3 separate regions of the Mus musculus genome follow, and all the other regions are linked to region 2. A link is a contact called in public Hi-C data. All regions are on one chromosome and are shown on one strand. The core of a region is the stretch at or near the end of the contact, and the rest is flanking DNA. Distances in the headings are between cores, read along the strand shown.

The links. A called contact is a pair of places that touch in the nucleus more often than the background predicts.
Region 1: a contact with region 2 is called in a Hi-C map of the G1E-ER4 cell line, with 2.1 times the contacts expected there. The contact joins two enhancer-like sites. A contact is called at or near these places in 4 of 484 Hi-C or Micro-C datasets (the G1E-ER4 cell line, nephron progenitors, neural progenitor cells and 1 more) and 1 of 115 datasets of contacts at active chromatin or transcription factors (forebrain).
Region 3: a contact with region 2 is called in a Hi-C map of the N1E-115 cell line, with 4 times the contacts expected there. The contact joins two enhancer-like sites. A contact is called at or near these places in 1 of 484 Hi-C or Micro-C datasets (the N1E-115 cell line) and 1 of 9 other capture datasets (embryonic stem cells).

The regions. Positions count from the first base shown.
Region 1 is chr1:14,489,050-14,493,305 of GRCm38.p6, reverse strand. No RefSeq gene overlaps it. Among named protein-coding and RNA genes, the nearest start is that of Eya1, 180 kb to the right of the region's middle. Within about 2 kb of position 1,990, at least 4 of the 459 cell types and tissues checked have an H3K27ac peak or open chromatin away from gene starts, as enhancers often do. A contact at or near this core is called in the G1E-ER4 cell line, where this site is marked.
Region 2 is chr1:14,231,107-14,235,028 of GRCm38.p6, reverse strand. Eya1 (EYA transcriptional coactivator and phosphatase 1) reads left to right here. Exons shown (of 18, transcript NM_001310459.1): 10 at 3,477-3,616. Among named protein-coding and RNA genes, the nearest start is that of Eya1, 77 kb to the left of the region's middle. Within about 2 kb of position 2,623, at least 10 of the 459 cell types and tissues checked have an H3K27ac peak or open chromatin away from gene starts, as enhancers often do. A contact at or near this core is called in the G1E-ER4 cell line and the N1E-115 cell line, where this site is marked.
Region 3 is chr1:14,569,560-14,573,790 of GRCm38.p6, reverse strand. No RefSeq gene overlaps it. Among named protein-coding and RNA genes, the nearest start is that of Msc, 180 kb to the left of the region's middle. Within about 2 kb of position 2,885, at least 16 of the 459 cell types and tissues checked have an H3K27ac peak or open chromatin away from gene starts, as enhancers often do. A contact at or near this core is called in the N1E-115 cell line, where this site is marked.

The DNA of each region.
Region 1 (4,256 bases), core at 741-3,240, 260 kb before region 2:
AAAAAAATAAAAAAAAACAACAAAGCCCATTAAATCATCAAAGTCAGAAAATGAACAAAAAGTGTAAAACAAAATGAGGGCAGGAATTTGCTTCCATGAAACAAATCTGCCTCAGCAGACAGCCTCTGCCTGGGTACAGATCAACCTGGTCGCAGCAGGGCCTTCAGGGAGTAAGCAGCACCCCTTCCTTTTTGAAAGGCCAGGGTGTGGGGTTCCTGAGGACGGCACATGTGCACATGCCGAATCTGTTTTCCTTGATGGAACCAAATTTTTTAAGAAGGCAAAGAAAACCAAAGGAAGGTGACAGTCGGTGCTTTGTGGCTTCTGGAGCCCCTGATGACTGAGTTCCACAGTTCTCTGCAGGTCATTTATCCAACGGTTCCTTTCACTGCAGGCTTCTGTTTGTAAATTTTCTTAGGGTCCCCTTGATTTGATATGTTTACTCAATCTGTAGGTGTAGTCTTCTGGGGCATATCTCAGAATAGCCCTTTTCTTTTCCATAAAGCAATGTTCGATCAACAGTTTCCTTCTGCCTCTCAGGAATGTTAGAACACTCAACACTTGGTGAGAAGGCAAAGAGCAAAGCCATGGTGTGCTGTAATGAAAATACTCTTTCATCTGGGGAGCCACAGGTATGAAGTGTCTGATGGGGCTTGGGTTCATTACCGATGACTAATGTGCCCTCTAAAACAATCCATTTTTCAATACCAGCAGGGAGAAAATAAAATACACATGATATATGAAGTAAAAAGGAAATAGTTTTTCCTAATTCTATTGCTCCCTGTTTTTACCTTTAGCCTTTTTCTTTAATGTAGAAATACTGTCTCAATGGCTTGCCAACTTTGGCGCCCTTTCTTTCTCGATTTTGCACACTTTGCAGACATGATCTTGTGATGAGCTAGACCCAATATAAAAGCCAACCCTCACATAAGATATCATGCTATTCTTTATCTTAGCGGATGCATGACAAGAAGATAGTATGTGCGCATGTGGGGAGGATTTTCTTGTATTCAGAAAATGATCTTACTGAAGTTGGAAACAATGGGCTCTGAGCTGTTGAAGCATTTCTTAAAGACCACCAAACGAAGGAGTTGGAGGAAATAACTCAGTAATGCGTGTACCACACAAGCATGAGTTACAAGCCCATCATCCAAATAAAAACCTCAGGCTTTGTGATACATGCTTGTCATCTTAGGAAAGAAGAGACAGGAAAATTCCTAGAGTTTGCTGGCCAGCCAGCTTAGTCTGAATAGTAAGCTGCCAGTGCCAGTGAGCAACCCTCTCTCAAGAATCAAGGTGAATGACATTAAAGTGATGTGTACCCTCCCATGCATCCACTTCTACACACACACACACACACACACACACACACACACACACACACACACAATCAATCAATCAATTTGGGAGAAATTTAGGCTGTGAATGTTAACTAGATGTTTTGGTTCACATGTTTTTGTCTGTGTTTCATATTTTGATAAGCTTTCTGGTCACAATAATATATCCAAGATTGTTTCCTAGTATGCCCGAAGCTGTATAGGAATAATTATGTCATCACCAGGGGCCCAGCTTCATGATGCTTCTGGGCTCTTAAGAGGTATGCAGCTAAGTTCTTGGCAGAGTCTATCCTTGGTTCTTATAGAGTTTACTATTTCACCATGCTTAAGTTTAACACTTCCTACTGTTTATTTGCTGTTGTGTGCTCACTGGACCTCCTTCCACAACACTCCAAGAGTGACAAAGGAAGAAAGTTCTTAAAGAGTCCATTAATTCTGTGTGGGCACACACACTGGAAAAATGGAGCTTTTCACTAGCAGTCCAGAGCCATGCTTCCCACAGCTCCTTCTCTTCAGTGAAGGCCAGCAACGGGCAAGCTCCTTACATCCTTCAGCTGGCCTTCTTCAAGGACTTGAGGAGCCTGGTCCTTCAGATGTTGAAAAGATATTGTCTCTTTCTCACACAGCAGAGCCTTCCTACTGCCCTTCTTTGCCTGGGGGATTATTTTTCAAGTACCTAATCCAAGGCTGTGACTACAAGTGGGGCTCTTCCCTCTAGAGCTATAAAGCTCTTAATATGCCTCAAGGAGTCTGGTGGGGATGGCTGATGGGAATTTGTCTTAGAAAGGGCTGTTTGCCTCTGTGTGCCCTTAGCGAGCAATCAGGTTGCCTCAGGCATGTAGAAGACACAAGAGTCAGGTTGTATTTAAATGCATGCCCAGCTGAACCCTGATCAGTAACTTCTTTGTGTTTCCCCACTGCACCCTTGGAATTCAGGAAGGCACTTTTTGTTTACGCTCAGAGCAGGTTACTAACCCTACTAACCTTGGGCTTTAGGTTGAACAGGTAGGGCCCAAGGTACTGCTAAGTCCCTTGGTTTCTTTTGAGAGCACCTTGCATTTTAATAGCCAGCACGAGGGTAGCTGTCTGTCCTGTACAACTTCAAGGGCACTTCATACAGGTCCTTATCATAGTTGAGCCAAGTGTGACCAAATGAAGGATTTTACCACTTGGAACAAATGCACATATGAGTCCTGCACAGATATCCAGAGATGGAGTTTTTCCTAGGTGACTGAAATCCACTCAAGATTAAGCATTATAGTAGGTTTCTGCCATTTCAGGAATACATAACTGCAGAGAAATAGGTGGACTGACAGACAGGAATCAAGTCACCTGCTTTGCTAGAGCCCATTTCTTAGGGTAACTAAAACAAACGTTTAGAGCCAGAATGTCCATTAATTTTTTTTGTAAGTTTCTTGGTAATAATATCAGCCTTTAATTGTTCACTGAATTCTAGCTCAATATTTTTATCCATTCAAACAGTGTGATGCATTAACACTACTCATCCGCTCACCAATTTATTTGCTGATTCATCCAAAACATATTTAATGGGTGCCATATGTGACCAGGACAATAAAGCACAGTCCTAGACCTCAAGGAGCTGCAGTGAGTCAGAGAGACAGGTAGGGAAATAATTGCAGACCCACTGGATAAATGCTGGAATGGAGGCAGGCTTATTTATAAACCATGAAAGATCAAGTCCAGCAAGGGAATTAAGGGCTTGTCTAAGCCAGGCTCGTAAATATCAGTAGGCTCAGTCATGTCATATATTTCATGGCTTGGATTGACATGTCGAAATCTGGAAACAACTATGCTGATTTAGCAAGCAGTGCAGAGTTTGTAAATAAAGTCCATGGCTCTCTGTGATTTCTCCAAGTTTCTGAGTGGTAGCCTTTTGGGGTGGAACCTCTACCTGAAGCAGATGACTGCTGACGGCTTTGACTTCTCAATAATCTCAGCCCTTCCTTTTGAGCCCAGGAAACAATAACAAACATGATATTAGTACAGAACAGATTCATCTTGAGCAGAAATTAAATTACAAGTGAAATACCTTTCATGTTCATGTAACTCTACCATTCTTATTACCCCTGTAAGTTCAATGTGGAAATATGGAAAAGAAACACATGGCCAACAACAGTAGATATCAGATGTACAGATTCTGATTAAAACGTGTTCTTAGGACAGGTATGGAGAGGTTGGCAATTTATGGGAAATTGCAGGGTCTTTGTCTTAGCCTGCTCTCTGCTGTGAGCAGTGAGACTAGACTTTGTTCTCAGATATAGATGCGTCGCGAGCACTTTGTAGAATGTGGCAGGTCTTGCTGATGTGAAGAAGGATTATGATCCTGACTGTCAACCCCCACCTTAGTGCCTAGAAAAGTTGACACCCTTACGGAGATGAATGTAAGCAATGAAAAAAGAGACTGTTTTATTCTGTGATATCCTTCCGGTAGGCAAGGAAAAGCAGCACTTGTGAACTGTGATGTGCACTTTCAGAATTTTGTGGACACATGCAAAATAGAATACTTCATTGTATTTTCCTGGCTTAACTGACTGAGCAGTGCAATTTTAACTTACTCTGAAGTCGAACTCATGACTTGGACTTGAGAAATTGGTTTCTTGGTAAAATTACAAATAACAGCAAGTTTAAAAAAAAAAAGTACTCTCTGATTTCTAACATGATCTACGAGTCTTACATCATCCAGGCTGACTCACCTTATTGTTGACAGTGGACCAGTCACGTTCATAATTAAAAGCAAACTAAGTAGGAAGAATAACCCAATGTTCCAAAATGACTTTTCAAATGAAGTATGCTTAGTCTTTTACCAGTAAGTTATGTATGCAACTGCATATATTTATCAAATAATAAATATGAGATAGTGCTGGCTAATCTTGGTTGACAACTTGACACACTTGGGGT
Region 2 (3,922 bases), core at 1,374-3,873:
TGAATTCTTCACTGTCATTCAGGTTCCTTGTTCCTGCTAGGCCCTCCGTAGACCCAGATCAAATTGTTGTTGTTTTGTTCCCCACCCACCGCACATTTCTATTTATTTATTGGTTTGTTTGTTTGTTTATTCATTTATTCACTTATTTAATGTATATATGAGTATACTATAGCTGCCAGAAGAGAGCATCGGATCCCATTACAGATGGTTGTGAGCTACCATGTAGGTGCTGGGAATTGAACTCAGGACCTCTGGAAGAGCAGTCAGTGCTCTTAACCACTGAGCTGTCTCTCCAGCCCCCCCCCCCCCCCGGAGCACATTTCTATTCTGTCTTTACTAGCACAGTTGTCCTGTTAGAGTTGTTTGTGTGGAGTTTCTTCACAGTCTGCAGAATTCTACCTTTCCCATGCCATAGCCTTTCTCTTTAATTTTACCCTCTTGTGTTTGCTTGAGTGTCCATGAATTTTCAGCCCTTAAAGACAGAGCTTGGTCCAGTTGGTGCAATCATGTATTCTAGCTCCTTGGTGCTGCAGCTAGGCCTGTGAACACAACCTGTAACCAGTATTTCTTAAAGGAAAGGAACTCTCTTCAGAATATTTTCACACCCAGAGCTCAGTGTGGGTGAACCTGAACAATTGCAGAGGGTTTAGGGAAACTTGAGCAGTGGGTGTTTTTTAGAAGATTAAATTAGCTGAGCTGTTTGAGCAGTTGGTGGTTTAGCAGATTAAATTAGCTGAGCTGTTTTGCACAAGTTGCAGGAAGAAGACATTAGAATCAGTAGAGCTGGCTTAGAGCTACAAGCATTTAATTCCACCTCAGAGAACACAAAGGAAGAGATTTTTACAAAGCTAGCTTGCATCACTTTTAATATCATCTTCTTCTAAATTTCTAAGTTGTGAATATATACATATTTCAATATTTAAGGATGTCATACTATTAATCTTTTAAAATCATTTTCTTCTACCAGGAGAAAAATTTTGCATAAATTTTTTTTCTGTTTTGCTCAAAGAACTCAGTAAACCATATTTAACTATAGTTTATTTTAAAAAAAAAGTGATGAAACGTTTTCAATTGTATTTTGTATTTTAGAGACAAATATACATCAAAAATATAATGTAGTAAACAGTAAAAAGTGTATGGTAATAAAACCCAAGTTAGATACAGATTTTGAGGACAAAAAAAAAGCATTCTGGAAATCCATATATAGAAGTTACCATGTGACAAGATGCAGCTAGATGTCTTTAGCTCTTCTCAGATAGGCTCTTCCCAAAGCTGGGGAGCCCCAGGTTTATCATTGCTCTTACAGTGAAGGACTTAGCCTATAAGATGCTGCATCTAATGCTAACCTCTTCAAAAGAATGCTTCATATTGAAGCCATGGTGGAGACTGCCCCATGTTCTTTAGGTGGGGACCACCCAGATTCCACACATTGTGGAATGTTTCTTAAAATGGAAGGCTAAACTTTCCTCGAAAATACAACTTTGAATCTGTCTGACTACTTAAAACATTCATTTGGAGCCCATTGTTCTCCTTGCTTAGAATACTTAAACAGAGGGTGTGGCTGCCTTTGCAGAAAAAGAATGTTAGTGTTGACTTGAGTGACAATTATATTCTCTCTCTCTCTCTCTCTGTATGTGTGTGTATGTATGTGTATTGGGTTTTATTACCATATACTTTTTTTACAGTGTGTCCTTCTTTTTGGAGACTAGTCCCCATGTGCTTCCATGTCATATATTTTGAATCTATGTTTTATATAACAAAGAAATGCAGAAATTTGTCTTTTTTAAATCTAGATTCTCATGATATGATAATCTCCAGTTTCATCAATTTTTCTGAAAATGACATAATATTACTCTTCTTTATGCCTGAGTCTAACATTTCTATGAAATGAGTTAGCTTACAAACAAATCCTAAGCAGACCTGACAAGAGGCATTGTTTGGACTGTCTTAGGAAAACAAATGAGTGAGTGGCTTATAGGTCATATTGTTGGCTTCTGGGTAGGAAAGTCCCATCGCCCATTTATATAAGGGAGTTCATAATTCTGTTTGTGATGAAAAGGACACACAAGTGTCTCTGCTGAGTCCTGGTGATCTGGTGAGTTAATATTTAACAAGACATGCAGAGCAAGTGGCTGAGATATGGAAATGACTTGTGGAAGTCTGCTGCTGTGGATCCTCTCTCACAAAGATCAGAGATGCATTTTTTAGTTTGGAAACAATGTTGGTGCCATGTTTTGACCTCAGAGGACCTGTGGTGGATAAGGTAGACTTAGGACCCAAGGTGTACTATCGAAGGCTGCCAGGCTTTCTGTTGCCCTTGTATTTTCTGTCTGGTAATGAATGATCAACAAGATCACAGTGAGGAAGAAGTATTCATATCAAATAGAGAGCTCCTCATCTTTATCTAGTGAAGAAATGTGGCTCTGAGCCTCGTGGGGAAAATCACCACAGGGCCATCTGGACGTCTGGCAAAGGAGACATTATCTGATGGGAGTCCTGACCAGAATAGGAGGTGAAAGTGGCAGGTTTGTTCATTCTGCACACGGGATTAGAATCTTCCTCAGAGTCTACAGCACCTGCTCAGCTATTGCTTCCAGCCTTTTTGGAGTTGCTCTTCATTTTGTGGTTTCTATGCATTTATGCCAGTGGTTTCTCTGAGGAAGCCAGATGAGTAATTTTAATGTTAGGCCTAGTGTTAGATGTTTGCTTTAAAAAGGCTACAACACAAGAAGAACCCAGGTGGGCACTGTCGAAAAGTCTGCTGCCTGCCTCAATTCTTTGTCTTATTCTCACATACAATAAGGGAGAAAGTGGTGATTTTCAATGTTGGAAAAAAAAACATTTTTCCCTATGACTCAGATTTCCCTGCCCTGGGGCTGGCTGGCTTTTCATCTCTCTCCATGAACCAGAATCCTGTTTGTAACTGCGGGAGCCAGAGCTGAATCAAATATCAGGCTCCCTGGATGGCGAAGAGCCATTTATGGAGTCAGGGTGAAGTGGTACAGAGCACTGGGGAGGGAGCAGTGGAGATCATCCATTGGGAAGGAAGCGTCAGCTCATCACAGAGACCCCAGGAAACTAGAGGCAATCCAGGACAACCTGCTGTCCTACAAGCTTAGTCAAAGTTGAGTGGCTTATGGTCACACTGTACTTTCAAAACAAGTCTTAGATTCTCACATCTCCTGAGCTATTTCCTTTTTTTTCCCCCTTTGGTTTTTTGAGACAGGGTTTCTTTGAATAGCACTGGCTGTCCTGGAACTCACTTTGTAGACCAGGCTGGCCTCGAACTCAGAAATCTGCCTGCCTCTACCTCCCAAGTGCTGGGATTAAATGCGTGTGCCACCACCGTCGAGCTATTTCCTAATGCATGTAAAAGAAAACGTTGGATTAAAGCTAAATGGAATGTAACTTCCCTGTGAATTAAGCTGTTCTTGGCACCATGATAGCGGGACTTGAAAGTTCTTATGTCCTTACAGAGTACAGTACAATCCACAGTCCTTCCACACCCATTAAAGAGACTGACTCCGAGCGGCTGCGTCGAGGTTCAGATGGGAAGTCACGTGGCCGAGGCAGAAGAAACAATAATCCCTCCCCTCCCCCGGATTCTGACCTTGAGGTATGACATTGCCTGTACTAAAATAAGGAACAAGGTGTCACGTCGCTCATTGCTGCATCAGGAGAACTAGCCTGTGAACATCAGCGAGGAAGGACCCCAACACTCTTGTTATGGCTTATTGCTTGTATTGAAAAAGTAGACCAGTTTTCCCTCTTTCATATTACCTGTCTACCCACAGTTTTCATAGCTGATGTGGGTCGTTAGTAGATATTCTTGCTGTTGTTCTGAAGCCCTGGAGATGGAACACAAGATCTCAAACAAGCTACATATGTGGACACCATAGGATGTCTCCCCAGCTTTAGGCAA
Region 3 (4,231 bases), core at 1,636-4,135, 340 kb before region 2:
AGGTAGCATCTCCATTCCCCGCCAAAAAAAAAAAAGAACCAGACTATGATCCCATTGCTGGCAAGACTACCAGTTGGAACAAAAGCCAAGCAGTCTGTCAAGTCATCAAAGAGTAAGAGACCTCTGATTGAACATTTCCCATGATTCCATGCTTCTTTCAGCACCATGTGTCTCGTAAACTTTAGTGAGAGCCGGGTGAATGCCATACTGTGTGTTGGATACTAAAGATGCTAGGCTAAGTAAGACATCACTCCCACTTCAGAACCCATTGTGGAGCACATGAAGAAACACATGGGAAAATACATGCAAGTCAGTCCAGAGAGACTCTGGAGCTAGGGCCCTGGGACTTGGTGAACACAGAAAGTATCTGCATGACCCACCTCTAAAGCTAACCCATTGGCATAAGTTAGCCACAGCAACATTCTTCACCATGGAAATCCTATTTCTTCATATCTACTGCCCACTCCTTGCTAAAACACTTCTATGTTTTTCTTAAAGTTAATGACATAGCTCTTTACTGGCCAGCTTGCAGAGCTACCCTGTGATCTCATTGACTCTGCTTTATTGCGATATAATTTTCATGCTAACGAGTTACTTTTCACCTGATTTAAGTACAATCTAAAATGCCTTGGTGTATTTATAGGGTCATAAGGCCATTGCCACAGTGTAATTTCAGAATGATTTCAACATCCTAAAAGATCACCTATTTCTATTATCCATTCTCCATTCTCACCCTCAGCCTAAAGCAAATCTGTGCTTCCTTCTTCCTTCTTCCCTTCCCTTCCCTTCCCTTCCCTTCCCTTCCCTTCCCTTCCCTTCCCTTCCCTTCCCTTCCCTTCCCTTCCCTTCCCTTCTTCCCTTCCCTTCCCTTCCCTTCCCTTCCCTTCCCTTCTCTTTTCTTTTCTTTCCTCTTTTCTTTTCTTTTCTTTTCTTCTTTCTCTCTTAATTTAAATTTTCTAGAAATTTCGTACAAATACACTTATGTGATGTGGGATCTTTCATAACTGGCTTTTTTCTTTGAGCCCAGAAAATACAATGTTCTCTGTACCTTTCTTTTGAGGTTCTTCTATGTGACAACTCACATACTTACCTGATATTTTCGTTACAGAACAGGGTTGTGCTGTCTGCCCTTATCACAGTCTGTTTACATGTTCATCAGCTGAAGCACAACTATATACATTCTGGTTAGGCATGTTCTCAAAATCATATATTCATGCAAAGACGTTTGTGGGGAGTTGTATAGACCCTGAGAAATGCAGTCACTGTGTCAGATAGCTGACAATCCCCCAATCCCTCTACAATCTTATATTCCCACAAGTATTGTATGAAAGTTACAGTTTTCTTGCATCGTTTTTAGCACATGTTACTGTTTGTATATCATTGCCATGGGAACTGGAAACTCATTAAGGCTTAGGTTTAGCATGTTGTTCTATGTCTATTGGATATCATATATCTTAATGCATACATAGCTATTCAAATATTTTGTCTAATTTTTAATTGGATTGATTGCCTTCACCAATGAGTTATGAGAAGTTTCCTATATTCTGAACAGAAATCACCAGACACTTATGTCATGGATATTTTTCTACACCATCGAGACTGTAACCTACAGGGAGCAACGTTCTCAAGTCCTCAATGAGGACAAGGACATTGGTATCATTCTTCAATCTCTGCTGGTCCAGAGCACATAGTGAACAATGCCGTTTATAAAGGTCAAATTCAGGCATTCTTCAAACACAGGAGCCTCAGTCTCCAGTCATCTAGCTAGGAATTACTGTTATACCAGGGAAGTTGAGCTCAGAGAAGAGAACTTGACACAAACTGCATTTTATTTTCCAGAAGGGGGGAAAAATGTGAAAAGCAAGTCCGTAGAGTAGCTTTGGGTACCAAACATTTCCACTCTGGTTTCAGTCACCTGATTAAAAAAACAAAAACTAATGTGAAATTTATAGCTGCAATTTTAAAAAGAGCATGTTTGCAAGATTTTTAATCTCCTCAGTTTTCACTCAACAAAAACCCTTACAGGTTTACTACTGTGATTGGATTTGGAAGGGGCTTATTCAAGTTTCTATTGCGTTCAATGATAGGGTTTGGGGTATTTTTAATGTACAGTAAACTCACAGAGTGATCAGTTTGGAGTCCAGCACAATTTTAAAACCACACAACCACACACTCACGACAAAACAGGGAGAGATTTGAAATTTACAAAATCCAAATTGTGTTTAGGTTAAAACCAGAAATATTGCAAATATGTTACCATCATCAAGAGTTTGAGTTCTGTATGTGTGGGCCTGCCTTCTTTCAGTAATGATTTGAGAAGGGGGGGGGGGGACGACCAGAAGCTACAAAATAAGATCATACAGAGGCAAAAGAATCTGAAATTTAAGATTGCCATCCAGCTTCCAGGCCGCCCTTCTGGTTATTGTCCTGGGGCTCTGCCTTCTCCTCTTCTTTACCAGAGTGTATCACCTCCCTGCCCTGAAAATGAAATTAGCAAGCTCAACCCCCTTGTGGAATCTAAATATGGATGGGAGGGAGACCATGCCACGATGGATGTCTGCATAAGAGAGTTGATGTCCACTTTTTATCTTGATATATATTGATCTGGAGTTTGGTCAGTTTTTATTTGAAATGAATAGTTCTGTAGCTCTGTGCAGATGTTTATTATTTTAATAAATGATGTCTTCTAAACACTTTCCAAGTCTGGCAGTTCCTAAACTATTGGCTGACATTTTTATCTATAATATATGGTAAAAAGTAAACGTGGGCTGAGATCCTGGTGATGATTCAAAGTTGCGTCTCTTATTTTCGACAGGACTTGGATGTGAATCCCTGTATTGGCTGCCATTTGGTTTTTCTCTTGGAAGAGCACGATGTGCATTTCCCAGTCTGACCACTTGAGGGGATCAGACTTTAGAGATGGCAGCTAATTTAGGTCTTTATGTCAAAAGGTAGAACAAATATTTATTTGTTACTGAATGTCTCTTCTGACAAGTAGTCAGGAAGCGGGTCACGAAACCTGAGTTCTGAGATAAATGACTCTTTATGTCCTCCTGTCTAGGTGGAAATGGGCACGTGCTGATGAATGCAGGCCTGGGAGGTACTAGGCCAGGCCCAGCACACAATTTATGGTCAGCACTCTTGGACTTCAGAATGATTAATACCATCAATTCTCACTGGAATAAAAGCTGCTTTAGCCCAAGAGAGGACTGTATATTACTGTTTATAGAAGCAGATAACATCAAAGTAGCCCTAGGTTTGTGTTAAACAAATATAAAATTCTGGGTCAGCGAAAATTAATCCTAAAGGAGTAAGAGAAAGTTCCTAATGACTGTGAGATCCACACATTATCATTTTCATTCAAGTGGTAGAAAATGGCAAAGCTATTAAAGAGATTTGCAAATGGCCCCTTTACTGCATAGAGCTAACAGCTGCAGAGCAGCCTATTCTCCATTGGAGAGCTCTGCTATCAGGACATGTGCAGTCTGTTAATGAAGTGTACGAGTCTATGCAGTTCCAGATTATGTTCAGGGGCATCTGAACCATTTTACTATTGGGTTTCACAACAAAACACAGTAAATCACATTATATTTTATACATTCTTACACTCTACGCAGCTGTAAGCATGGATGAATTAAACACTGCCCTCCTGTCCATGCTACACAAAACAGATGTTACTTCAGCAGCACATCAGAAAGAGATTTTTCTCCTCCATTGTTGCTTTTCAGTGACTAACTACATATCCCTTGTTTTAGGAAAACTGGGCCGTTTTAAGCAAAAGAAAACTGTAGGTATCAATTATACTTTGATGTTTTTACTACAAATTTTTAAGAATACCTTGGGATATTTTTAGTACAGTTCAAAAATTATTGTTAAATTTCTCAGCAAATATGTTTCTATTTCTCTTCCTATACCATTGTTTTTTTGCTTTAATATGCTTTTACTCAAAAATTTGACTTCATTACCAAATTTGAATTTGTCATAAATTCGTCATTCTTTCCAAGTGAATTACAAAGTATCTACTCATTTCAAATAAGCTTGAGTTAATTTAACTTCATTAAAATCAAGTGTAATGTGGTAGCTCATTGGATAAAGGTGCTGGCTGGCCACCAAGCTTGATGGTTTGTTTCAGAATCCACTGCTAGAAGAAGAGACCCAACTCCCACCAGTTCTCCTTTGACCTGCACACAAATATCATGGCATGTGTGGACACATCCACACTCACACACAT